Linked DNA regions of Mus musculus: all the other regions are linked to region 1. A link is a contact called in public promoter capture Hi-C data. All regions are on one chromosome and are shown on one strand. The core of a region is the stretch at or near the end of the contact, and the rest is flanking DNA. Distances in the headings are between cores, read along the strand shown. Region 1 holds the start of Smarce1 (SWI/SNF related, matrix associated, actin dependent regulator of chromatin, subfamily e, member 1). Region 2 holds the start of Klhl11 (kelch-like 11). Region 3 holds the start of Nt5c3b (5'-nucleotidase, cytosolic IIIB). Region 4 holds the start of Jup (junction plakoglobin). Region 5 holds the start of Krt17 (keratin 17). Region 6 holds the start of Cdk12 (cyclin-dependent kinase 12).

What was found. Promoter capture Hi-C pulls out the DNA fragments that hold promoters and counts their contacts.
Region 2: a promoter capture Hi-C map of hippocampal neurons shows a contact between it and region 1, with 8 times the contacts expected there. The contact joins the promoter of Klhl11 here to the promoter of Smarce1 in region 1. A contact is called at or near these places in 14 of 39 promoter capture datasets (the 3T3-L1 cell line, the C10 cell line, cranial neural crest and 10 more) and 4 of 115 datasets of contacts at active chromatin or transcription factors (astrocytes, embryonic forebrain, forebrain and 1 more).
Region 3: a promoter capture Hi-C map of hippocampal neurons shows a contact between it and region 1, with 8 times the contacts expected there. The contact joins the promoter of Nt5c3b here to the promoter of Smarce1 in region 1. A contact is called at or near these places in 5 of 39 promoter capture datasets (cranial neural crest, frontonasal cranial neural crest, hippocampal neurons and 2 more) and 2 of 115 datasets of contacts at active chromatin or transcription factors (embryonic stem cells and pancreatic cancer cells).
Region 4: a contact with region 1 is called in a promoter capture Hi-C map of hematopoietic stem and progenitor cells, with 4 times the contacts expected there. The contact joins the promoter of Jup here to the promoter of Smarce1 in region 1. A contact is called at or near these places in 11 of 39 promoter capture datasets (the 3T3-L1 cell line, 3T3-L1-derived adipocytes, cranial neural crest and 7 more) and 3 of 115 datasets of contacts at active chromatin or transcription factors (the NIH/3T3 cell line, embryonic forebrain and embryonic stem cells).
Region 5: a promoter capture Hi-C map of embryonic stem cells shows a contact between it and region 1, with 5 times the contacts expected there. The contact joins the promoter of Krt17 here to the promoter of Smarce1 in region 1. A contact is called at or near these places in 9 of 39 promoter capture datasets (3T3-L1-derived adipocytes, cranial neural crest, embryonic stem cells and 3 more), 8 of 115 datasets of contacts at active chromatin or transcription factors (the NIH/3T3 cell line, acute myeloid leukemia, astrocytes and 3 more) and 1 of 9 other capture datasets (pancreatic islet).
Region 6: a contact with region 1 is called in a promoter capture Hi-C map of pre-B cells, with 3 times the contacts expected there. The contact joins the promoter of Cdk12 here to the promoter of Smarce1 in region 1. A contact is called at or near these places in 2 of 39 promoter capture datasets (maxillary cranial neural crest and pre-B cells).

Annotation. Positions count from the first base shown.
Region 1 is chr11:99,228,893-99,232,875 of GRCm38.p6, forward strand. Smarce1 (SWI/SNF related, matrix associated, actin dependent regulator of chromatin, subfamily e, member 1) reads right to left here and starts at 2,125. Exons shown (of 11, transcript NM_020618.4): 1 at 1,510-2,125. Krt222 (keratin 222) reads right to left here. Exons shown (of 6, transcript NM_172946.3): 6 at 3,869-3,983.
Region 2 is chr11:100,470,627-100,474,609 of GRCm38.p6, forward strand. Klhl11 (kelch-like 11) reads right to left here and starts at 2,156. Exons shown (of 2, transcript NM_172565.2): 1 at 1,555-2,156. The coding sequence starts at 2,102.
Region 3 is chr11:100,439,064-100,443,046 of GRCm38.p6, forward strand. It overlaps Nt5c3b (5'-nucleotidase, cytosolic IIIB), which reads right to left and starts at 2,035. Exons shown (of 9, transcript NM_001102650.2): 1 at 1,981-2,035; 2 at 1,766-1,864; 3 at 1,122-1,191; 4 at 977-1,023. The coding sequence starts at 1,992. Klhl10 (kelch-like 10) reads left to right here and starts at 2,861. Exons shown (of 5, transcript NM_025727.3): 1 at 2,861-3,161. The coding sequence starts at 2,968.
Region 4 is chr11:100,395,871-100,399,853 of GRCm38.p6, forward strand. Jup (junction plakoglobin) reads right to left here and starts at 1,920. Exons shown (of 14, transcript NM_010593.2): 1 at 1,766-1,920. It overlaps Gm12348 (predicted gene 12348), which reads left to right and starts at 2,246. Exons shown (of 4, transcript NR_132425.1): 1 at 2,246-2,267.
Region 5 is chr11:100,258,938-100,262,920 of GRCm38.p6, forward strand. It overlaps Krt17 (keratin 17), which reads right to left and starts at 2,092. Exons shown (of 8, transcript NM_010663.3): 1 at 1,597-2,092; 2 at 758-840; 3 at 236-392. The coding sequence starts at 2,028. It overlaps Krt42 (keratin 42), which reads right to left. Exons shown (of 8, transcript NM_212483.3): 8 at 3,945-3,983.
Region 6 is chr11:98,201,505-98,205,487 of GRCm38.p6, forward strand. Cdk12 (cyclin-dependent kinase 12) reads left to right here and starts at 1,801. Exons shown (of 14, transcript NM_001109626.1): 1 at 1,801-2,906. The coding sequence starts at 1,864. Gm38963 (a long non-coding RNA gene) reads right to left here and starts at 1,126. Exons shown (of 4, transcript XR_880193.2): 1 at 1,027-1,126.

The DNA.
Region 1 (3,983 bases), core at 875-3,374:
ATAGAATGTGATGTATTATCCGGGTGACCCCAACAAGGCCTACCAGATACTGACAACCCCTGATTAGAAGCTCTGCCTTATTTAGGGAACATCTTTCATTGAAACAGAGTCATGTCTTATTCCTGGAGGCAGTGTGAAAGGTAAGTCAGTATGATAACAAACTTTACATTCTCTTTTGTTGGTAAATAGTTTCATAAGAGCCGGGAACAATTTTCTGAGGCTACTTACAGGACACATGTTGTTCCTTTACAGCTCATTTCAGAAATTATCTCAGGTACTTTCTTGATACATCATCGGGACAGAATAAATTATATCTCGTCTCTGTATTCCTACATGGCTTACAAAGACCAGCGGCACTTTCCCTCCAACAACATGTGAATGTGCTAGGTTTTGCCTTGCAAGAGAGGAGGGATGGTCTAATTTATTACTGTATTATTCAAACATAGCTCAAGTCTTCATAAATTTGGTCCTAGTATGGCCAGCTCGAAACATGGACATATCTGAGCTTGTTCCTTACTCAACATAGACCACAAATGGTAATGCATAAGAGATGAAAACTTATTTTTAGAAGGATGGTGAATACACTTTTTTTTCTCCTAGTTTTCATTTTAAGGAAGTGCCTCAAATCATCAAGGTAAGAGTTTCTGATGTGGAAATAGCTAAGTTTTTTCAATTCATCTCTTTTTTTCCTTCCATCAACACCCAGTAGGCCTTGCTGTGGGGAGCCCCGACAGAAACTGTGACAGGGTCCCTGGTACCTTACACTTCACTGCTAATACTTACAAATGATTGCTCTCCCGGGCTAAGCATATAAACTCTAGTAGTGAGTGGATCTAACCATTGTGCCTGGGACGCAACTCTGTATTTATTGAATTAATTACCTTACTGGTCAGGCTTATAACACAGTCTTACTCACTAGTCACAACGACCCTACCCGATGCGTATGACTGTCCCCATTTTACAAAGGAAGAAAACAGTCTCGGGGCGATTAAGTGTCTAAGGCCAGAGACCCGGAATTGTCAGAGATGGGTTTAAACCCAACCCACACCGTCTCAGACTTCACTCCAGGCCACCCCGGGAATCCTTAAGTCGCTGCCTGAACCAAATAAAAAATAAAAATAAACAAAGGGGGGGGGGGACGACCACCTTCGTGGTGGGTGAGGATCCCCGCTGGCCTTGCCCAGAGGGTTTCCGGAGATCCTTTCCCTGGAGTTTTGTGGCGGGCGGAGGGCGAGCTTTTCTGGAAACTCCCCTGCAGGGGGTTGTGCATTGGTGCTCACCGGCGTCGGGAGTCCCGCGGAAAGGGACTACCGGCGCCTCCGAGGAGCTGTTCCGGACGGGGTTGCCCCGCCGCCGCTAGGCCTCACCGAGGCCGCACCGGCTCTAGCTCCCGCCTCGCAGCCGAGGCCGAACCCCAGCACCCCGCGGGAGCTCGGGGTCCCGCCAAGCAGAAACACCACCGCTCGCCACCCTTCCCCGACCGGGTTGGGCCCACTGGGAAACACTCACCCGCGGGCCGAGCAGGCGCCCGCAGCTCCGGCTTCGCTTCCCTTTGTCCCGCGCTCGCCCCGCCCCTCGCGCCGGAGCTTCCGCGCTCGCACTTTCCACACGCTCCCGGGAATTGTCTGCCGGCCGCGGCCGGCTCCCGGCAGACGAACAGCCCTTCCAGTGAGCACGCGGCGAGGCTTAGGGCGCCAAGGATTTTTAAAAAAAATTTCGTCAGGCTCCTGGGTTTCCTCAGAAGTCTTCCAATTTGGATCCCGTCCCAGTCGGGCGCCGATTCGTCACGGCGAGGAGGGCGGAGAAGGCTGGGCCGCGTTGCGGGCCCTGGTTCGCGGCCCGGCGGCAGGAACTGCGCAGACTGCGCGCCCGGGGCTTCACTGAGGCGGTGGGCGCCGCCGCGTGAGGCGGGCGCCGGAGGGGAAAGGCTCGCCGGAGCCTCTCCCGGGAGAGGGTGGGACGCAGTTCCCACACACCATGCACTCTGGCTTTTCCCTTCGCTCTGGTCTTCAGTCCTCCGCTGATGGACGTATGAATGGAGAAGATGGAGAATGTAGGCGGGGAGGACCCGGGTCGCTGCGTTTAGGTCCTTGCTGGCGCCCAGCGGGGCTCCCCTGCCTCCGCCTAAGCGAAAAGCAACACGGGAGTTTTGTAGTTTTCCCAGATGTTTCTAGAGGTCGAGTGATGGCGGCGGGTTTCTGCGCCTAGGGTCCTCAGATGTCAGCTCACTCCTTCCAGCTGGCATACCTGTGACAATTCACATCCCTTCCCAGGAGGGCCAGTTCAGCTCAGCCTCGCTTGTCTTTAAACAGTTCAGTGTTTCTTTGTGATGCCCTCCTGGAACTTTCCCAAGCCGGTCCTGTATCTGATACCCTCTATATGGGATTGGGCCATCTGCTATCTTGGAAAGTCTTGAAAACAAAGTTTTAGGCATCTGGACCGGACAATTTCATAATTACCAATGATTTCTAAGGGCTAGACATGTAATTGTTCAGTGAGTGTGCGTGGAGCCACCTTTCTGGACCATTCCAGGGCTATTTTTTTTTTAAACTAATTAACGAATACTTTGGCGGATTATACAAAGTAGAGAACACTTGGCTAGTGTGGGTCACGTCACGGTGGAGGAAAAATGAACAGAGCATCTGTGGTTATCTAAGGTCAATGTTAGCATCTAGAGAAACTGGCTGAATGCTGGGACTACCTGTTGGCCCTTATCCTGGTTGTGACAACAGGAAGTGAGGTATCTTTAGAAGTGATAAGTGATAATACTGTCCAGTTCTTCCATCGCCCAATATTTTCATACTCTGGTGAAATTATCGAAATGAACCGGTATTGTAAGGAAAGACTAAAGGAGAGGTTTGTTTTGTTTTGTTTTCAGATGAATGCATAGCATAAGGGAATGATCTGAAAATGTTTTTTTTTTAACACAAAGAGCATAGAGAAGGTGAATGTAGGATCCACACAATTACAGCAGGGATCCAGTGGCTTCTTCCTCTGCCCAGTAATTCCAGCCTTGTTACTTCCCGGTCTTAGCAAGGACTATGGAATGGTGGAAAAGGGGGTACAGGCACAGTGCTCCGGAGCATGTGTGCACGCGCATGCATGCTGCAAGGTGCCATTCCCAGCTGGGCAGTTAGTTCTCTGAAACTCAGCGGTGTCTGCATGCTGTGGTGGGAAAGGGCTGGCACAAAATTGGCTTAAAAAAGGGGAATTGATTGAGTTCTAAGTGGACAGCGGCATGGCATTCTTTCTTGTTCTTTTTACTTCTGTGAGGCGCTAGGGATTGAATCCAGGGTCCCGAACAGGTCCTGCAGCACTTTTCTTTCCTTTCCTTTTTTCTTTTTTTTTTGGTTTTCCGAGACAGGGTTTCTTTGTGTAGCCCTGGCTGTCCTGGAACTCATTCTGTAGACCAGGCTGTCCTCGAACTCAGAAATCTGCCTGCCTCTGCCTCCCGAGTGCTGGGATTAAAGGCGTACGCCACCACACCCGGCCTGCAGCACTTTTCAAATAATGCTGTCTACTATTATATCTCCCCAGAATTATAGGATTTTATAATTATGGTTATGATGCGTGTGTGTGTGTGTGTGTGTGTGTGTGTGTGTGTGTTTGTAGGATCTTACTACGTAGTTCAGGCTGGTCTGGAACTCAAAATCTTTCCTCTGCCTTCCACGAGCTGGGATCGCAGGTGTGTACTGTCAGCACCTAGCTGGATTTTAAAACTTAATCCTTAATTTATCTTGGAAACCAAGTTAAACCCTTCATCTCCTATCACTGGAGCTGTCTTCCTCAAGTGATTTAGCTTTGTTTGGCTTAACCATGCACAGACATCTTTGAAATAGGAGAACCCAAATACAAGGAAGCCTTAGAGTTCATGTTTAAATTTTTTTTTATTATGGTGGCATCATTTACTTTGGTAAATTCATATTCTGATTTTAAAATGCCTCAAAGCAAACAAAACTCATTTACAAATTCAAGTACTGCAT
Region 2 (3,983 bases), core at 906-3,405, 1.2 Mb after region 1:
AGCATACACACAGATGACACAGTTCTCATCACCTCCCTTCTTCAATCCAAGCCTCTACCACTATTGCAATGACCTAGTCTCTGCTACAGCTCTTGCCGCACCCTGTCCTGCCCTTTTTTTGACATGGAATTTATTAAGTAAAACAGAATCATTCTCAATGCCTTCTAATTTTAGAAAGGTCAGCTTCTTTCACAGGCCCATGAGGCCTTAAGGCAAAGGTTCTTAACATGTGGGTTGTGACCCCTTTGGGGATCAAGCAACCCCTTCACAGGGGTCAAATATCAGATAGCCTGAATATCAGATATTCACAGAAGCAAAATTAGTTATGAACTAGGAAGGAAATAATGTTATGGTTGGGGTCACCACAACATGAGGAGCCGTATTGAAGGGTTGCAGTGTTAGGCAGGGTGAGCATCACTGCTCCAAGGGACCCATCCATCCTCCCCACCACTTGGATGCTTTTGCTCCTCTCATCCTGCCTCCTTCATGCAGCTATATAACCCACGCTGTTTTCTCCCTCTACCTGAAGCACACTACCTTGCCACCTATATGCCTTTGCTATGATTTCTGAACATTCTTTATGTGCCCAATTTAAAAATAGTTCCTCTCAGCCTGGTCTATAGATTGAGTTCCAGGACAACCAGCATTACATAGTGCGAACCTGTCTCAAAACAAAGAAATAAAAAAACAAAACCTCCTCTCCATTAGGGCCTATGACGCACAGTCCCACACCTCAGTCTGCCTCACAGCTGTAATAATTATTCAACATGCTATATATTCGCTGTTAAACATCAGAGAGTTTGATAAGGAAAAGGATTTTCATGTGTTTTGATCACTGCTGGATATACCCCCTCCCCCAGCACTGTAACGAGGTCAGTGTCTAGCGCTCCAGAGGTATGTGTTAAAGGATTTGTAACAGTACCAGCATCTCCACCTGCCTCCGAACCAACCTCTGTGGCGTCCTTTCTGGCTCCCCACAATCCATTTTCCACAATCCACTTTTCACTTTTGAAATATTTAAATATTTCGTATTTAAATATTAAAATCAGATAATCTCTCTACCCAGTTTCCCATCCATCACACTCAATAAAATCCAAACATTCCTCACACACACCCTCTGGTCTTTAAACCCAGCATATCCGGAATCGCTGGATTTTCTTTTTAACGTCCTTTCTTCTCTAAGCCAGCCTGGACCCTGACTGAGGCCTTTGGGAAGCCTGTAATGTGCACCCATTCCCTTTTGTACGGCCAATTTCTCTTGCCACTGCGAAGCTGGTTTAAATGACATTTCCTCCGATCCGTAGCTAGCCCTTCACCGTTTTTTAAATGTCATCATCACAGGAGTCGAACACGACCCACCGTTTTTCATCGCCTTTGTCCCTACCACCTGAAATCTGCGCTCAGGGGTGCAATGCGCACAAGCTAGACTCTCAGGGGGCATCCTCAGTGCCAGGCGCGGTGGCTGTCCCGTCGCGGGCATAATGAGGGAGCTGGCACCACAGACACTGCCCCCCACCCCCCAACCCAGCCCTCGCTCGCCCACGGTCGTCTCACCTGTCGGCCAGCTCCAGCACCTCGTGCACGCTGCCGGTGCTCACTCGGATGCGGCCGGTGTACATGTACTCGATAACGGCTTCCACCGTGTCAGGTTCGGGTCCGGGCTCTGAGCTCCACTTGCGCATCTCCACCCGGCCCGAGCGCGATTCCGAAAACTGACCCGAGAGTAAGGGCGTGAAGTACTCGGTGGCAGCGGCCAGCACCGAGCGGTGGGCACGGAACTCGCGACCTCCGGCCCCGCCGAAGCACAGGGTGATGTCGCAGAACAGGCCTTGACGCCGCTGCTCGTTCTGCCGCCAGGACAACTCGGAGCAGTGAGTGCTGCACTCGAAGTCCTCGGCCTCTGGGCCCGGATCGCTCCCGCCCGTGTCGACGAGGGTAGAGATGCCGGCCCCGGTCACGAAGTCTACCGTGCCACTGCCTCGGACCTCAGCGGCCAGGCTCGCGGAACCGGCGACGGCAGTCTCCATGCTCTCCATCTCCAGCACTTGAAAAGATGCAGCCGCGGCCGCAGCGGCAGCTGCCGCCGCCACAGCCGCCGCCATCTTGACGCCGCCGTACCGGCCCCCTCAGCTTCCGAACGGTGCGGCAAGTCTGATGCGACACAGAGGCATTCTGGGATTAAATAGTGCGCGCGGGGCGGAGCCGCGCCTGCGCACTTCTGCCGTGCTTACGCCCTCTAGCGAGGCAAGCGCAGTTCTCGGAGCCAGAAAAAAACTCAGGTCTACCTTTTCTCGCCCCTCCATTATGGTGGCCCCCTGTGCTTGTTTTGTTGAATTTTCTTCTACTTTATGTTGCTTTGGAGTGTATCCTCGCCATCACACGCACACACATTTTTTGTTTGTTTGTTTGTTTTTTAACTTTGTAGACCATGATAGCCTGGAACTCACAGAGATCCACCTTACCCCTGCCTCTGCTGGCCTGTGCCAATCCCAGCACTTGGGAGGCAGAGGCAGGCTGATCTCCCTGAGTTCGAGGACCTAGTCTCAGAAAGGACAGCCAGGAATACACAGAGAAACCCCGTCTTAAAACACAAAACGATTGACTTTGGAGAGAAAGTAATTTTTAAATTTTATTCTTATCAAAGTGTCTGTGCACAGGTCCTACAGAGGACAGGTAGGTGTTAGATTCCCAGTAGCTGGAGTTAAAGGCGGTTAAAACCCCCCTGATAAGGGTGTTGGGAGCCAACAATCAAACTGATTCTCTGAGAGAGTACTCCTAACTGCTAAACTATCTTTCCAATCCAGGAGGGGGGCAGTATAAAGAAAAATAACTTCGTTAAAGTTATTTATTTTTGCAGGTGTCTCTCATGTAGCCCAAGGTGGCCACACACTTGCTGTGTAGTTAAGGATGACTTTGAACTCCTGATTCTTCTCCTGGATTTTGGGATTACTAAAATGTTCCTGAGCACACCCAATTTTGTTTTGTTTTGTTTGTTTGTTTTTTGTTTTGTTTTTTGAGACAGGGTTTCTCTGTGTAGCTATGGCTGTCCTGGAACTCACTTTGTAGACCAGGCTGGCCTCGAACTCAGAAATCCACCTGCCTCTGCCTCCCAAGTGCTGGGATTAAAGGCATGCGCCACCATTGCCCGGCGAGCACACCCAATTTAACATGAGCTATGTAAGAAACCAGGGCAAGCCTGGCGTGGTGGCGCACTTCTTTAATCCCAGCACTCGGGAGGCAGAGGCAGGCAGATTTCTGAGTTCGAGGCCAGCCTGGTCTACAGAGTGAGTTCCAGGACAGCCAGGGCTACACAGAGAAACCCTGTCTCGAAAAACAAAAACAAAAAAAAAGAAACCAGGGCAGTTTAGTCACCCCAGCACCAATAAGTAAATAGCCCTAAAAATTACATTTATTTATTTTTATGGTAGGGTATTCGTGTGGAGTACAAAGCACAATTTAATGAACATCACTACGTTAGAGGATAGAACTCGAACTTGAGTCATTAATTAGACTTGGTTGGTGTTAGGTGCAATTAGCCATATTTTTTGCCCATAAAACAGAATATTTGTTTGTTTGTCTGTTTGTTTATAGGCAGGGTTTCAGCTAGGTAGGGGTGACTGTCCTGGAACTCACTCTGTAGACCAGTCTGGCCTTGAACTCACAGAGTTCACCTGCCTCTGCCTCCCAAGTTCCACCGGGCTGAGAAAATTATTTTCAAAAGGTAGTAAAGCATAAGACTTTGAGTCTTAGGCTGGTAAAAGTAGCACACACCTGTAACTCCAGCCGTTGGGACGCTAAGGCAGAATCATTTGTGGGAAGACAACCTGAGCTGTCTCAAAAGAAGACCGAGTCTCAGCTAGGTGGGTGAAGGTGAGGAATTACTTATGTCTGATTTCCTAAAAATGGATGTTGCCGACCTTGGAAGAACACAGAATGAAATGGAGGATCTTTGAATTTCAGAACAGGCTAGTCTAGTGAGTTTT
Region 3 (3,983 bases), core at 785-3,284, 1.2 Mb after region 1:
AATGGGGCAAAGAGCTTGGGACAAAGTCTCTATAAAACCAACACCTGCAACTCCATCAAATGACCCTGGGGCAAACGGTTCACCCTCTTTAAGCACCTGTTTTCTCACATGTTAGACAAAGACAGTAATATGGTAGGTAGTTCTCTCTACCTTTGGGAGCAGAGGGTTGTTCAGTTAGATCTGGCATCCAAGTCTCGTGCAAACCCCATAGAGAGCAGTAAGCATAGTGCTCACACACAAACTACCCATCACTGTGTCTCAGCCAATAAGGAAAAGCTGTCCTCATGGATTAAGACTAGATCCAGGGGCTGGAGAGATGGATCCGCAGTTAAGAGCACTGACTGCTCTTCCAGAGGGCTGGAGTTCAGTTCTTAGTTCCTACATCAGGCAATTCACGACTCTAAACTCCTGTGACCTCCAAGGGTATCTGTATGTCTATGTACCCCACTCACACACATACACTTTAAAATAATAAAAATAAACCCAATAAGAAAACCATATCTCCTTTACTGTAACAACTTTTAAAAAAGAATGATGGAAGAACAAAACCAAGTGAAACTAAGGAGCAAATCCAGAGTGTCTCGAATGGTTGATAAGCTTCCTCTGACCCAGACTCCCTCTGTTTTTGAGATAAGGTCTTCCTATCTATCCTTGTCTGGCTGAGACTTAATATGTAGAGCAGGTTGGCCTCGAACTCACAGAGATCTGCTGCCTCTGCCTTCTGAGTGCTGGGATTAAAGGTGTGCGCCACCAACACCCATGCAGCTTCCTTTTCCTTGCCTAAGTGACCTTGAACTCTTTCTGGAATCCAGGCAGCCTCTGAACTTGGGATCCTCCTGTCTCAGCCTCTGGGATTACAGGTCTCCCCACACTGTGTTTAAGGAACGGAGTTTCTTAAGATTTCAGTCCTGGACGCTGTGGTTCAACCCCAGAAGCATACCACAGCCATGTTTGAGCAAAGAAGGGAATGACCCACCTCTTTGCGACAATCCTCACTGATAATTTTGCTGTTATCCAGAATATCTGAAAAAAGAAAACACACACACACACAAGACTCCCTTTATTTGCTCCATAGCAGTTGTCATCTTGAGCCCTACAAGGAAAGCTAAAATGTGACTTACTGTGGGAAGAAGGGCATCGCTGTCCATTGTAAGCAAATCTGCTCAGGGTCATGTCAAAATCGGAAATCACCTAAGAGACAAAGGGCGGATGATGGTGGTTGACTAGGTTGACTGACTAGGTTGACTAGGTTGACTGACTAGGTTGACTAGGTTGACTAGGTACTGGTCTATCCTGGCCCTTGCCTCAGCCTGGGGTAGCGGAGGAAGTCTAACCAAGCTGCAGCAAAGCCTTTGCAAGGTTAGGGAGAGACAGAAGAAAGAAGGAAAAAAGTGACATCCTGTGTCAGGACACGAGTTAACCCTGAAGAAAACAAAGTCCCCCAAATGTGGGGGTGACTTTCTGTGGCATCTTTATACACTGGTTCTTTCTTAAGGTGCCTTCCGACCTTTGTGGATCTCCCTTATCTTCGACTGGGGGAGGGAGGGGGGCCTCCACCCACTTGCTTTCTAAAACCAAGCGGCAGGAAAAGGGTCACATCTGACTACTCTGAAAGTTGGCTACTGGGGGAGGTAGGCTCTTTCCCGAGGTGAACCAATCTGTTTGTCCATGACCACCCTAGGGCGCAGGCTCGCAGAGCGCGAACCCCAGTTGGCGGGAAGGCCGCAGGGCAGGCACCCTCCCGCCCTACCCCAAGCCCCGGTACCTGCAGGCGGTCTCCTCCGCCCCTGCGAAGGGCGCCCACAATTTCCTGCACCCGTCCGGGCTGCCGCATCAGGACCGTGGCCTTCATCAGGCTGCTTACCTGTCGTGAGACCCAAGAGACCCGCTGACCCGAGAGCCGCGATGGGCATCAGGACAGCTGGGTCTCTCCGCACCCGCGATCCCGCCACGCGGGACCGTCCCCGCCCGTGGCCTCACCTCCTCCGCCATCACGCCGCTGGCCTGGTGGGCGGCCCCGAAGACAGCGCCCGCCTTACAGCCACACTGCGCAGGCGTCGCCTCGCACTAGTCGCGTCGGTCTAGGAGCTGCAGGCCGTTTCCAGGCTGGCTCCGGATACTGGCAGGAGAAGCAAGAGTGGGGAGTGCGGGGGTGTGTGGGGGAAGATGGTCTACTGTGTGTGGGGGTGGGGGAACGTTGGGGGGCGAGGGGGGGGAGTACCAAGACGCTGGGGTCCTGTATGTGGGCTGGCTGTCATGAGGCTTTGGTGTGTATGGGCGCCTGTCACTCACTCTTTCTGGAACACAAATGCAATCTTTACTGGGGTTGGGGGTCACTGCTTAGTGAGAGAGTTCTTGCCTGCAGGTATGAGGCCCTGAATTTCATCCCCTGCATTGCAAAGAACAACCCACTAGGTATTCAAGTGCATTTTGGACAGGGGGTGTATCCAGGAGACACTTCCCTAACTGGCTCTTCATCAGCACCACAAGCAAAGTAAGGCAGTAAGGCATCTCAGGGGCTGGAAGACCCTGGCCAGCATGATATTTGATCAGCTCTGCTTCTGCCTCTGCACCCATGGGGAGCCCAGAGAGAGCTTTGGAAGGATGCTGCAGGGAGGTGGGGACCCAACCTGAAGATGCAACAAGCAGCAGACTCAGTAAAGGCTCAATTGTGTTGGTGGTCACAGTTCTGCCCTAGGTCTGAGGTCGAGGAAAGAGATGTGGGGTGGTCTACCTGTATGTTCTGGGGGGAGGGGGAGGAAAAGAAGGGGCAAGAAGGGGGTTCCAGAACCTGAGAGCACAATCCTGAGTGATCTCACTGCCCAGGATTCTGGAACTTGGGCTGCCTGATGGTCCCTATATGAAAGATGTAGTAGGGAAAAGGAGCGACAGCTGGCTAAAGGGGCCCCCCATAACCCTCCCCAACACCCCAGGAGAGCAGCCTCTCTCCCCTGGTCCCAAGGAGCCATGGAGATGGAGAGCACCGCTGCCTCCACCCGGTTCCACCAGCCTCACATGGAAAGAAAGATGAGTGCAATGACCTGTGAGATCTTCAACGAGCTCCGGCTTGAGGGCAAGCTCTGCGACGTGGTCATCAAAGTCAATGGCTTCGAGTTCAATGCCCACAAGAACATCCTCTGTAGCTGCAGCTCCTACTTTAGGTACACCGGAGGGGGGGGGGGAAGCTGAGCCGTGTCTCCCATCACTGAGGCTCTGTGTTTGTTTATAACTGGTTTGAGCTGTTCTCAAGTCTAAGCTTTGTAGGTTGACAGCATGCCATTGCAGCGTTAAAAAAAAAAGTTGGACAGACCTGATCCTACACTCTAGATAAGGCTCCGAAAGGACCAGTTTATAATCCAGGCATAGTGGCTCAGGCCTGTAATCCCAGCAACTGGAGAGGCTGAGGCAGGAGAATCAGTAGTTCAAGGGCAGCCTGGGCTATAGAGAATCTATTTCTAAAACAAACAAACAAACAAAAAAACCAAAACAACAACAACAGGAAGATAGTAAATATCTTTTTTTTAAAGTTTGTATTTATTCATTTATTTTATAGATGGATATCTTGCCTGCATGTATGTCTGTCTGGGCCACATACATGATGCGCCTGAAGAGGCCATAAGGGGACATTGGGTCCCCTGGGACAGGCATTGCAGACTGTTGTCAGCTACCATGTAGGTGTTTGGCATGGAACCTCGTGTTCTGTTGAAAAGAGACCCATCTCTACAGCTCCAAGATGTTAAATAGCTTAAGCTCAGCGGGCCATGTACTCTGGCAACCGTTCAACCTCTGCCTTTCTATCAGGAACTGCCAAACAAGGCCAGGATGTTTCTGTCCGTCTTTAATCCCGGTACTTGGGAGGCAGAGGCTGGCAGATCTCTGGGAGTTCTAGGCCAGCCTGGTCTACATGGGGAGTTCCAGGGCTACATAGGTGAGACCCTGCCTTAAAAAAAAAGAAAAGGGGGCTGGTGAGATGGCTCAGCAGG
Region 4 (3,983 bases), core at 670-3,169, 1.2 Mb after region 1:
TGACCCTCACCCCACCTTCCCTCTGCTCCAGGCTAGCGCTGGCATTCCTGCTCGGTCCCCCACAAGAAGGCTGATGGGGAGGGGCCTCCAAATGCCTATGAAAAGGCCACTCTTCGGATTTGTATAACCAGTGCAGCAAGGGCGAGTAGAAGTTCACAATTCCAGCCAGAGAAGCGCTCTCAGCACACGGAAGGCAAGGGGAGGGCGCGGATCACACTGTGCAGCCTCAGGGTGCCTGGCAGGGAAGAAACCTTCTACAGCAAAGACTTCCTCCTGTCCCACTTTCCCCGCCAAACACTCAGGAAAAGAGTGGGTGGAGGAGGGACTTCTGGCGAGTCCTCTAGAAAGAATGCACCTTCATAATCTAGAAACCCAGCGGACCGGCCAGCAACATTCCTGCCCTATGCTATCCTGCCTCAATTGTCAGCCAGCTAAATAAAATCGGGGATGGAATGGGGGAGTTAGGGAAAGACTAATCACTCTTCCTCATCTTCCTAGCTTGGCCCAGCCCTGTCCCAACCCCATTCCTGGGGAAGGGGCAGAGCTTGGGAGGACAGATACTTAGCAGGCCTCATATAAGGGGGTGTGATGGTCTCCGGAGGAGGGGGAAGGAAGAAGACACTTCCCCTTTCAGCAACGCCCCCACCCCACCCCCATTGGTCCCTACCTCAGGCCTTAGGGGCCTGGCAAACAGGATGGAGTTGGGGGCAGGGAGAACAGGGTCAAAGCGCACACACTGGCTACGTTCAGCTTGGAGCTGACTGGGGGAAGGGGTTTTCCTCCAAGAAGTACCACCAAGCCTAGAATCAGCTCTCAACAAGGAGACTAGAAAAATCCTAGAAAAGGCTCCCATGGTTACTTTCTCCTGGAAAGTTTGTTTGGAGTGATTTCTCAACAAGAATGGGTTGCAGAAATCAAAAGATATTGCTGTTTCCCTATCAACACTCTGGAAACCACAGCTACTAAAAACTGGGCGAGTGCTTCTTAAATTTTCTCTACCGGCCCAGACTCCAGGCCAAGCCACCAGTGTCAGACATCGGTAGGGCACTCAGCCCAGACCCTTCACCAGTTCCCCAGTCACCCTATCCCACCTCCGTAGGAGAAGGCATTGACCGGCGTACACTAGAGCGGAGGGAGGCGCCACAGGTCCAGCTCGGAGCTGCAGGGCAGGGCCTCCGTCTTCCAAGCGCTCACCTGCTCTGCTCAGCAGGTGGGAATTGCGTCCCTGGGAAAATGTGCACTCGGCCCCCACAGTTTGGAAAGCTGGGCGCAGACAATAGGGCCCCACCCAGGCCTGGGGGAGTAGGGAGGGAGGGAGAGAAAGCGAGGATGACGCGTGGGGTGCGGTGAGGGTGGCCCCAAAGAGACTAGGCAGCAAGTTTCCCAAACGGTAAATTCCTGTCACCGTGAGCTCCGGGACCAGGCGGAGCGGGTCAAAGTCTGCTCGGTCAGCTCCAGGGGAGAGTCAGGGACGCCGTGTTAGGCGAGCTCTGGGGCCCTGGGGGAGGCGCGAACTCCGAGGCACCTGCCCTAGTTCCTCCCCACCCTTCTCAGACCTGCGGTTCACCGAGCCTGGAGGGGCGCTCCAACCCAGATTGCTTGTCCCAAGGGTCCCGCGCCCCGGACCCCAGCGCGCCCCCTGTCGCTGGTGTAGGATGCGCTCCCTGACACCCGCCCTCACCTGCCCTGAAACCGCTGGAACCAGCCTCCCGGCCGCTTGCTGTCCCTACTCTCCCACAGTGATTCGTACCCCGATCGGGTGTACCTGAGCGTGGAGCCGGGCTGAGCCGAATCGGGGTCGGGTCTGGCCGGGAGGGAGCCGGCGCGGGCAGCGAACTGAGCTCGGCGCACTCGGGCGGCGGCTGCTCCGGACTCTGGCCAAGGCAGCAACTCAGTAACCGAACAAAAGGCAAAGGGACCTGACAGCCAAGCCACACCTCTCGCCCCCTCGAAGCTCCGCCCCCTAGGGAGACTCCCACCCTCTGAGGCTATCTCACTGGCTGCCCAGCCTGACTATCCCATCGAGGGGCGGAGCCTCGCGCCGGGACCTCTACCACGGCCGCCTCTGTTTATGCGCTCACCATTGGCCCCAGGGACTGCCACTCGACTCTGGGGTGGACGCCAACTTGAGGTCTCATCCTCACTCTGCATCTATTGGCAAATAGAAAGTTTCTTCTTTATGATTGGACAGAGGGCTGTCAGTAAGACTAAGGAAAAAGCCAATGGATCAGGTGGGGCGTGACTTGCCCCACCCTAGCCCTGAGCAGGTAAGACTCATTATTCTCCCCTTCCCCCCCTACCTGTCCAACAGGTGAGTCAGGGGGAGGCATGGGAAAGGACTGACGCCTTCACTAGCCAGCCAACTCAGCGTCAGGCTTATTCATTCTTGCCTCAACGTAGTAATAAGATGTTTGTAAAGCATTTCATAGGCTTTGTGCTGGGTTGGGATTTTCTCCCCCCTACAAAAGATGGAGTGTTCCCTGATCCCTTCTGTTTAGAATTAGCAGGCCTGGGTTTGGGTTCTCCCCTTAATCTTTGTATGACCTTAGGCTAGTTAGTGTACCTTTCACCCTGTATCTCTTCTGTAAAGTGGGTTCATTAGCTTTATCTATCTTAGGTTGGAGAGATTAAATGAAATAAGCTTTGTAGTAGCACTTAAACAGCTGAGGAATGTCAGTATTTAAACTGTCTCAGTTCGAGACAGTTCTTAAAAAGTGCTGGAGCAGCCAGGCAGTGGTGGCACTCGAGGAGGCAGAGGCAGGCAGATCTCTGTGAGTTAAGAGGCCAGCCTGGTCTTCAAAGTGGGATCGAAATGATCCATGTTAAAAGAATATTTTTAATGGGCTTGTGTGGTGCCTCAGTTGTGCAGATGTGACCACCCGAGTCTGATACCTCATGGAGGGAGACAACAGCCAAGTCTCACAGGTTGTCCTCTGTCCTCTGATCTCCCGCCTTGGCACAAGTGCCACACACATAAAAGTAAATAAAATGTAATGCGATTTTAAAACTACGCTCCAAAGAGATCACAAGACTAGGAAATATGGTACACTCTAAACTCCGACACCTTCTTTCTTTTTTTTTTTTTTTTGTTTTTGTTTTTGTTTTTGTTTTTCCAGACAGAGTTTCTCTGTATAGCCCTGGCTATCCTGGAACTCACTTTGTAGACCAGGCTGGCCTCGAACCCAGAAATCCACCTGCCTCTGCCTCCCGAGTGCTGGGATTAAAGGCGTGCGCCACCACGCCTGGGCCGACACCTTCTTTCAAGTCCCAGAGCAGAAGGGTCAGTGTGTTTTGGGGGTGGGGCGGGGGGGGGCTGGATACTGCTCCAGGGAGAAACAGACAAAGGAGATTAAATAATGATGTAAGGAAACTTTGACGGATTTGGGGGAAAATCAGACATTAGATGGAAAGAAAGGGAGCAGAGGTCTAAACCAAAGCGAGGCAGCAAGCCCCTTCAGAGTAGACAAGGCTGTTGAGCCATCCAAAAGAACTCAGTAGGTGGCCTAAGGAGCCGTGGGTATTTCTTCCTGTGGTTGATGACTGCTGTTGCGGCTGTAACATGAACCCAAGGCATGAACCAAGGTACTGAGTACCAACTGTATGCTGGGTGCCAGCCTAGACCTTGGCTGCACAGAAAATTTAAAGTATCCTAACTCTCAGAGAGCGTACAGAGTGACAAGAGGAAACAGCTTGTGTGGGTGGGAGTTGGGGGAGTGGCTGTTTAGAAAAGGACTTCCTGAAAGCGCGCACACATACACGCACACACACACACACACACACACAAACACACACACACACACACACACACGCAGGCACGCACACACATGCACCAGAGCTTACGGGCTAAAATAATTCCAGATGAAGATATCCTAACAGTATCTTTGACCACATTCCCCCAGTAGAGAAAGGAACGAGGCCTAACTTGTTGTCTTCCCGCCAATAAGTCTTCCTGGAAGGGAGAGGAAGATAGCAGCATCCCTAAT
Region 5 (3,983 bases), core at 842-3,341, 1.0 Mb after region 1:
CTGTGAGTGAGGCAGGGAGAGGAGGGAAGGCCTCTCTGAGGCCCAGCAGGTCCCTAAGATGCAGGGATGTGTGGAAGCTCTGGACCACAGGAATGAAGACTCTAAAGAAAAAGGGCAGCCCTATGGGATGACTAAACTCAACAAGCCCTCTCGCCCACGCCCTCCACTGCAGGTAACCCCAGGGCTCTGCCACCCACTCCTCATCTTCTTTGACCTGCTGACCCTGACTCCTCACCTCCTCGTGGTTCTTCTTCAGGTAGGCCAGCTCCTCCTTGAGATTCTCAATCTGCATCTCCAGGTCGGCTCTGGCCAGGGTCAGCTCATCCAGCACCCGGCGCAGGCCATTGATGTCGGCCTCCACGCTCATGCGCAGAGCCTGCTCTGTCTCAAACCTGCAATGAAAAACCAGAGACCTCAGGCCAGGATGCTCTAACAACATAGGTCTCTGTCCTGGTGTCATCTCTGCCTTCCCTTTGCCAAAGCCAGAACAACTGAGAGAGGATCAGAGGGTGGGATGGAAGCAAGTTGCAACCCTAACCCCAGGGACAACCACAAGACAAGACCCCATGCCCACTGGCTTCCTGACTCCTCCTCTGCTTCCCCCTCCCCCAGCTACCTTCAGAAGAGGCTGTCTTTGCTCATCCAACTAACGGCTCAGCTCATAACTCCCAGGCCCTCTCCCCTGTCCTCTGAGAAGTCATAGGGTAAGGGAAGCTGCCCCAGAATCCCCCTCAGCTTGTAACCCTCTGGGACTCACTTGGTACGGAAGTCATCGGCTGCCAGACGAGCATTGTCAATCTGGAGCAGGATGCTGGCATTGTCCACGGTGGCCACAAGGATCTGGAGAGATGACAAAGCAATAGGTCATTGAGTTTAGCATGGGTCAACCCAGGTCCACGTTCTGAGCCAGGCTTCCTGGCTGGAGGCTGGGATTCACTGCTTTCAGAGAAAACCCCTTTTCCTGCCAGCCACTCCCTACGCAGTGTTGCCCTTGTTGGCAGAGATGGACTGATGGGAGGGAGTCCAATGAGATGAAGCTTAGTGCTGTCTGCTCATGCCGACCCTCCTGGTGCCAGTCTCAGCCTGAGGGCTGAAGAGGCCTCAAGCTGGAAGGTGGAAGGAGTTAGATAATGTTGGAATATCCTTAGGGACAAAAGGAAATGCCAAGGAAGCCAGAAAAGAAAAGTCCCCAGAGCCTTCCCACAGGAGTCCACTGCCCTACCCCTCTCCTGCTTCCTCTCTTAGCATTGCTGTGGGGCACACTCTCAGAACCCAACCCCCAAGCCCCTTCTTCCTGGGACACTCACAAATCTAGCTCCACTCTACGGAACCAGCCCTCCACCTAGATCATGATTCCACCTCCTAGACCATGATGTCTCACAGTCTAGGCATCAATGACACGAAGACTGCTCCAGGAGGAAACAGACACTCAAAGGAGCCTCACAATGCCAGCTTGTTCCTGGCCCAGCCAGTTGCCCCTTCAAAGGGAAATGGGTCAAACTAGAACCTAGAGACCCTGTGGCAGCCCCAGTTGACTCCAGGCCTTGATGAGGGCAGGAGGTGGGTGGTTTATGCCCCTCCCGCCAGCAATCCTACCTTGTTCTTCAGATCCTCAATGGTATGGTAATAAGCGCTGTAGTCTCTGGCTGGCCCCGGGGCCTGCTTCTGGTACCAATCTCGGATCTTCACCTCCAGCTCAGTGTTGGCCTCTTCCAGGGCACGCACCTTGTCCAGGTAGGAGGCCAGGCGGTCATTGAGGTTCTGCATGGTGGCCTTCTCCCCTCCAGCCAGCAGCCCATCGACACCCCCAAAGTTGCCTCCATAACCACTGCCAGTGCCAAAGCTGTAGCAGCTGGAATAACTGTTGCTCCCAAGAGCACTACCCAGGCCACTAGCTGACCCCAGCCTGCAGGAGCCTGCACCCAGGCTGCCAGACAGTCGGCAGGAGGTCCGAGATGAACCTCCACCCAGGCCAGAGGAGCCCTTGATAGAGCTGGAGGAGGTAAACTGGCGGATGGTGGTGGTCATGGTGGCAGCGGGCAACGGATGTGGAGCTGGAGGGCTTGGGAGGAAGAGAGGCGCCAAGATGCGTGCTGCGCTGGGGCTCGCCTGCTTCCTTTATAGGGCAGCCAGTGGGCGTAGCGATTACAACAGGCTCTCCGCTGTTTCCATTCCCCTGGGCTTTCATCACCCCTGGACACCCGCCAGCTCCCAGGTGGCTATGGGCCCCCTCCCCTCCCACCTCTGGGCTCTGCTTCATTTCACCAAACCCTGTCCTGGGTATCATGGTCGTGTGTGTGTGTGTGTGTGTGTGTGTGTGTGTGTGTGTGTGTGTGCATGTGCGTGTGTCGGTCTGTCTGTCTCTGGTCTCAAGCCTGTCACCTGTGATTCAGGCAGGCCCTCCAGCTACGCTTTCCCATGACCTAATACGGACAAGAAGAGCTGGCGACATCACCTCTACCCAGCCCTCCCAGGCAGCTGCCACCCCAGTTTGATGGGAAATGAGGTAGGGAGTTAGGCACCCCACACACCTGAGGTGTCTTTCCTTCCCATCGTGCCACTACCCGCGTGTGAAAAGCCTGGATCTGGGGATTGGGGAAATCAGAAAGACCAAGTACACATCCTGACTTGAGAACTAGGTCTATACCCGCCAGGCCCACCACACAACACAGAAACTACCTCAAGCCTCCAATTGCCAACCTGGGCAGGAAATCAGAGCTTAGCAAAGAATGTGATGTCCAAACAGGCCCAGTTCACTCAAGCCGTGGGCTGGCATAGCACATCCTTTTGCTCGTCACTAGCTGCATCACCCCTGACCCAGGAATCACCCCTCTGAGCAGTCCCAACACCCAGGGATAAGGCCCATTCTTGCCAGTTTTCTGAAACTGTCCCCATCCCTGAGTCCCTTAGGAAGCCCAGACTTCCCTTTTAGATTTTTCTCTACTTCCTTCCTACAGTACAGCTTCCAGGACCAGGTGGGCAGACACGAGCTCAGCTAAAGTTCCAGGGAAAACAGAGCTATGCATAGGAGACTCCCTTATGAAAGGGAGTCTGTAGGGACCATGAATGAGTTGTTTCCTTTCACGTTCCTTACCCTTTTCTGTATCCTGATAGACCTAAGAGGATAGAACAGCTCAGGTCCCAACCAGAGGGAAGCAAAAAAAGATATCGCTTAACACTCTTACCCCACCCCATTCATGCCAGGTTCCCCAAGACAAAGACCACAGCATGATTCCCCAGGGTGGGCCACAGGCCCCACCCCCTAGCTCCACCTAGCCCCACCCACTATCCTAAGCCCAGCCCTCAGTCCCAGGGTCCTGGGAGGCCTGCTGGGCGGAATGAGGTCTTGTTTCAGACTGCCAATGGGTTCCTCCTCCCAGACAGGTCTAGACAGCCCCCATCGGCAGCTGGGAGAGGTTTCCCCAATAGCCCAGGCGCTGCCAAGCCACCAAAGCAAACAGGATGCCCCCCACACTCACAAACACCGCTGCCGCCGCCCCACCCCACACACACACACCCCCAGGGAGCCAGGTAGAGCCGGTCTAGCTTCTTGGGCTGAGACTACCAGGCTGCCACCCCCTCATCCATCAAGGTCCTCGACCACTCCAAGAAAGTTAGTTGCCTTTCCCAGTCAGACCCCTGTCCCTTTGTTTTAATACAGGTGTTCTCTAACAGGTGTGGTACCCAGAAAGCCTGCAGGCCCTCCCAGGGACCAGCAAGCAGGAGCCAGCCCCAGAGGCAGATTCTTAGAAAACAGGATGCTCCCCACCTCCACCCTCAATCCTTCCATCTCCTCCCCGTCTTAACTTCCAAAACAACCCAAGCCTGCATGGAGTGGGCAGAACAAGCAGGCAGGTGACAAGCGATACCAGACGCTTAGGTGAACCCTCCCCAGCTGCTGAGCCCACGCTGCCTGAGCCAATGACAGGACAAATGATGAATTCAAGGATCAGACTTCTTCAAAGCTTTATTAGCAATTTCTG
Region 6 (3,983 bases), core at 551-3,050, 1.0 Mb before region 1:
ATTTGGACATAAGATGTCCTAGGGTAGAATTTTTGTTTTGTTTTTCGAGTCAGGGTTTCTCTGTATAGCCTTGGCTATCCTGGAACTCACTTTGTAGACCAGGCTGGCCTTGAACTCAGAAATCCGCCTACCTCTGCCTACCTTGCCTCTCAAGTGCTGGGATTAAAGGCGTGTGGCAACGACCAGCTTAGAATCTTATCCACCCTAAAATGTAGTATAAAAGAAATACTTCCAGAGCCTGGCGGTAGTGGTACACAGAAACCGTCTCGAAAAGCCAAAAAAAAAAAAAAGAAATAAAAAGAAAAATACTTCCAGGAGACGTTACAACTGGCACTTCCTGAAGGTAGTGCACATAGGCTTAGACACGTTTTTTTCCCCGAGTCTCATTGTCTTCTCTGTTTGTAGAAACTGGACGTTTGTTATGGTAAAACATCCCAGCAGTCGAGAAACGGCTGAGGCTGAATAGCCACAACTGGGAGTCCAGCCTGGGTTACTAAGAACGTGCTGTAAGACATCCTGACATTTCCCCCAACTTTGGCACTCTAACCTTTCTACTGACTAGCCCCCCTGAATCCGGGAGTCCTTGCCTGTAAATTCGCAATGAGGACAGTGTCCCATGGGTGTGAGGGCAGAGAAAATGAATGCAAAACGCCTAAACTCAGCAAATTCCGCAGTACCAAGCGTTGTTTGCACATTCAGACTTAAAGCAGGGCGGTGGTGGTGCGTGCTCCATGCCCTTAATCGCAGCACTCCGGAGGCAGAGGCAGGCGGATTTCTGAGTTCGAGGCCAGCCTGGTCTACAGAGTGAGTTCCAGGACAGCCAAGGCTACTCAGAGAAACCCTGTCTCAGAAACCCAAGCCCTACCAGAATCCCCAATATTCAAACTTGCGCTGTAATGTCCCCAATGTTCACTTGTCCCTTGTTTTTTTTTTTTTTTTTAAACCCTATTAAATCAAAAGACTTCTTACAAGCTGTGCTAAGACCCATCCCCACCGGAACCTGGGGATATTTAATCAAAGAATTACCATTTAGGTTTAAATTTTAAAGGTAATCTCCGCAACTTCCGCTCCTATAAAGCCCCCCAAAAGGGGGAGTTGGAAAAGTATCGCGAGAATCTAACGGGCTGCGTTTGCGGCTTGGGTCCCGTTCTCGCGTTTTCTGGTGAAGGAATGTGTCGAGGTGAAAAGGGAAGCGCCAAGTATCGCGGGAGTCCAGCGGAGTCTCGCGATACTTGCGGCATTCGCCCCTCCCCCTCCCCCTCTAGTGCCGTTTCGGTTTAATCTAGTGTGTGAGTGAGTCTGGGCGAGGGAGTGAGATGTGGCTGTGAGGTGTCGGTGTGAGGCGGAGGCTAGCGAAGGGGGCTCCCTCAGGCACGAGGGACAAAGGGGGGGAGCTGAGGCAACCTAGGCCGCGGAGGCCTGGCGACAGGAAGCCAGCCGCCCCGAGCCGGGCGACCGGGTAGGGGAAGGGCCTGCGTAGTCCTCCCGGGGCTCCAGAGCCGCCGTCGGCCCCACAGGCTCCGGCGGACGCCTTCCTACTTCCTTGAGCGCCAGGGCTCGCGGGCCCGAATATCGGCTCGGCGGGGGTGGGCGGCCGTGAGGGGCGGACTCGAGCAGCTCCCGGCGTCGCGCTCCTCCCGTGCCGAGGAACTCTTGGTTTCTTCCCTCTCTCCTTCACCCCCCACCTCATGTAGGAGGGCGCTGAGGCGGCGAGAGGGAGGAGGAGCCTCGCCTGCGGTCCCTGCCCTCCCCACCCCCGTCTAGGGGCTCTTCGGGGGGCGTGGAGTCGGGGCTGGGGGGGAGGGTGGGGCTTTTTGGAGCGCCGGGGAACTTTTTCCCCTGCTTCAGGCCCGGGGAAAGGGAATGCCCAATTCCGAGAGACATGGGGGCAAGAAGGACGGGAGCGGAGGAGCTTCTGGAACTTCGCAGCCGTCATCGGGAGGTGGCAGCTCCAACAGCAGGGAGCGTCACCGCTTGGTGTCGAAGCACAAGCGGCATAAGTCCAAGCACTCCAAAGACGTGGGGCTGGTGACCCCCGAAGCGGCATCTTTGGGTACCATAATCAAACCACTGGTGGAGTACGATGACATCAGCTCTGATTCAGACACCTTCTCCGATGACACGGCCTTCAAATCAGACCGGAGGGAGAACGAGGAACGTCGGGGAACGGATCGGAGCGATCGCCTGCACCGACATCGTCACCACCAGCACCGGCGGTCCCGAGACTTGCTAAAAACTAAACAGACGGAAAAGGAAAAAAATCAGGAAGTCTCCAAATCTGGATCTATGAAGGACCGGGTATCGGGCAGTTCCAAACGGTCCGTGGAGGGGAGTGATGATTATGGGAAGGCCCAGCTATCCAAAAGCGGCAGCAAGGAATCCAGGTCGTCCAAAATGCACAAGGAGAAGACCCGCAAAGAGCGAGAGTTAAAGTCTGGATACAAGGACCGGAGTAAAAGTCATCGGAAAAGGGAAACACCCAAAAGTTACAAAACCGTGGCTAGCCCTAAACGGAGATCCAGGAGTCCCCATAGGAAATGGTCTGACAGTTCCAAGCAAGATGACAGCCCTTCCGGAGCTTCTTATGGCCAAGACTACGATCTTAGCCCCCCAAGGTCTCACACTTCTAGCAACTATGACTCCTACAAGAAGAGTCCTGGAAGTACCTCAAGAAGGCAGTCAATCAGCCCACCTTACAAAGAGCCTTCTGCTTACCAGTCCAGCACTCGGTCACCCAGTCCTTACAGCCGACGACAGAGGTCTGTGAGTCCCTATAGCCGGAGACGGTCCTCCAGCTATGAAAGGAGCGGCTCTTACAGCGGGAGATCACCCAGCCCCTATGGCCGAAGGCGATCAAGCAGCCCTTTCCTGAGCAAGAGGTCTCTGAGTCGGAGTCCACTCCCCAGGTGAGCTGTTGTCTGTCCTTCCTAAGGTAGGGTCGGTTGGGAGGAATTGAAAATGAGTCTTTAACATTTTGTTAAAGCTTTCAGTGTTCTTCTTTGACAAGTCATTTAGGTAAGTTTGGCTTTCCCCTCGCCCAATTGAGAAGTAAACATTCCAAGTGCCTCCAACTATTCAAGCAAGGTAGGTAAGGTACTTTGCAGTAATGGAGAACTTTCAGCTGTGAGAACTTGCTTCTACCTAGCGGGTGCATAGTCTTCAGAACTCGTTTAGCTGTTTGTTGCTTTGTCTTAAAATTTTGTAAGTCGTGTTGATACCAGTGCTTAAACTTTATTGGAACTCACAAGAGAATTTTAAGAAGTTACAAATTTTCGTTTCTACTGTTTGCATAAGTTATCGTAATCAATTTTGTCTACCATGTTCCCAAGTCTATAGTTATCACTGTTTTACTTCTGAAAAGTCCTGTCTTTTAACTGTTAAGTGAAAATTAAGATAACGAGAGTACTTTTTGATAGAGTTTAGCAAAAAGTGATTGAGATTTGTTTACAGTACCAATGTTGACCACTTACTTAGTGTTGAAACACTGGTAGTTTTCAAAATTTTCTTTGAAATATGTGCTAATAATGCCTTCGGCTTGCTATTTTTGTAAGAAAGATTGTTAATTTGAAATTATCTATGAAATTATCTATCCTGTCTCATGTATAGACCCATCTCTGTCCACAACAACAGAACAGGAGCTGTATATTATCTGAGTAGAATCTTAATACTTTTTTTTGTGAACTACGGCAAATTATTTAATTTTTCCATACCAGAGTTTCTTCATTTGGAAGATAGGAATAAAAACTACCTACTTCAAGGCTCTTGTGAAGATTAGTAAATAATGAAGCATGATAAATAATGTGCCATATACATAGTATGACTCAGTACATTTTATAAGTGAATGCCACTGACAGAGAAAATAACTCATGCATATGTTTTATAAATCAGTATATATATCACTGGCTTGAACTTACAACTAAAGTGGATTTGCCTAACTACAGTGCTTAAGTTTTCTTAGTGTTTTCTCATTCTAGTATTAAAAA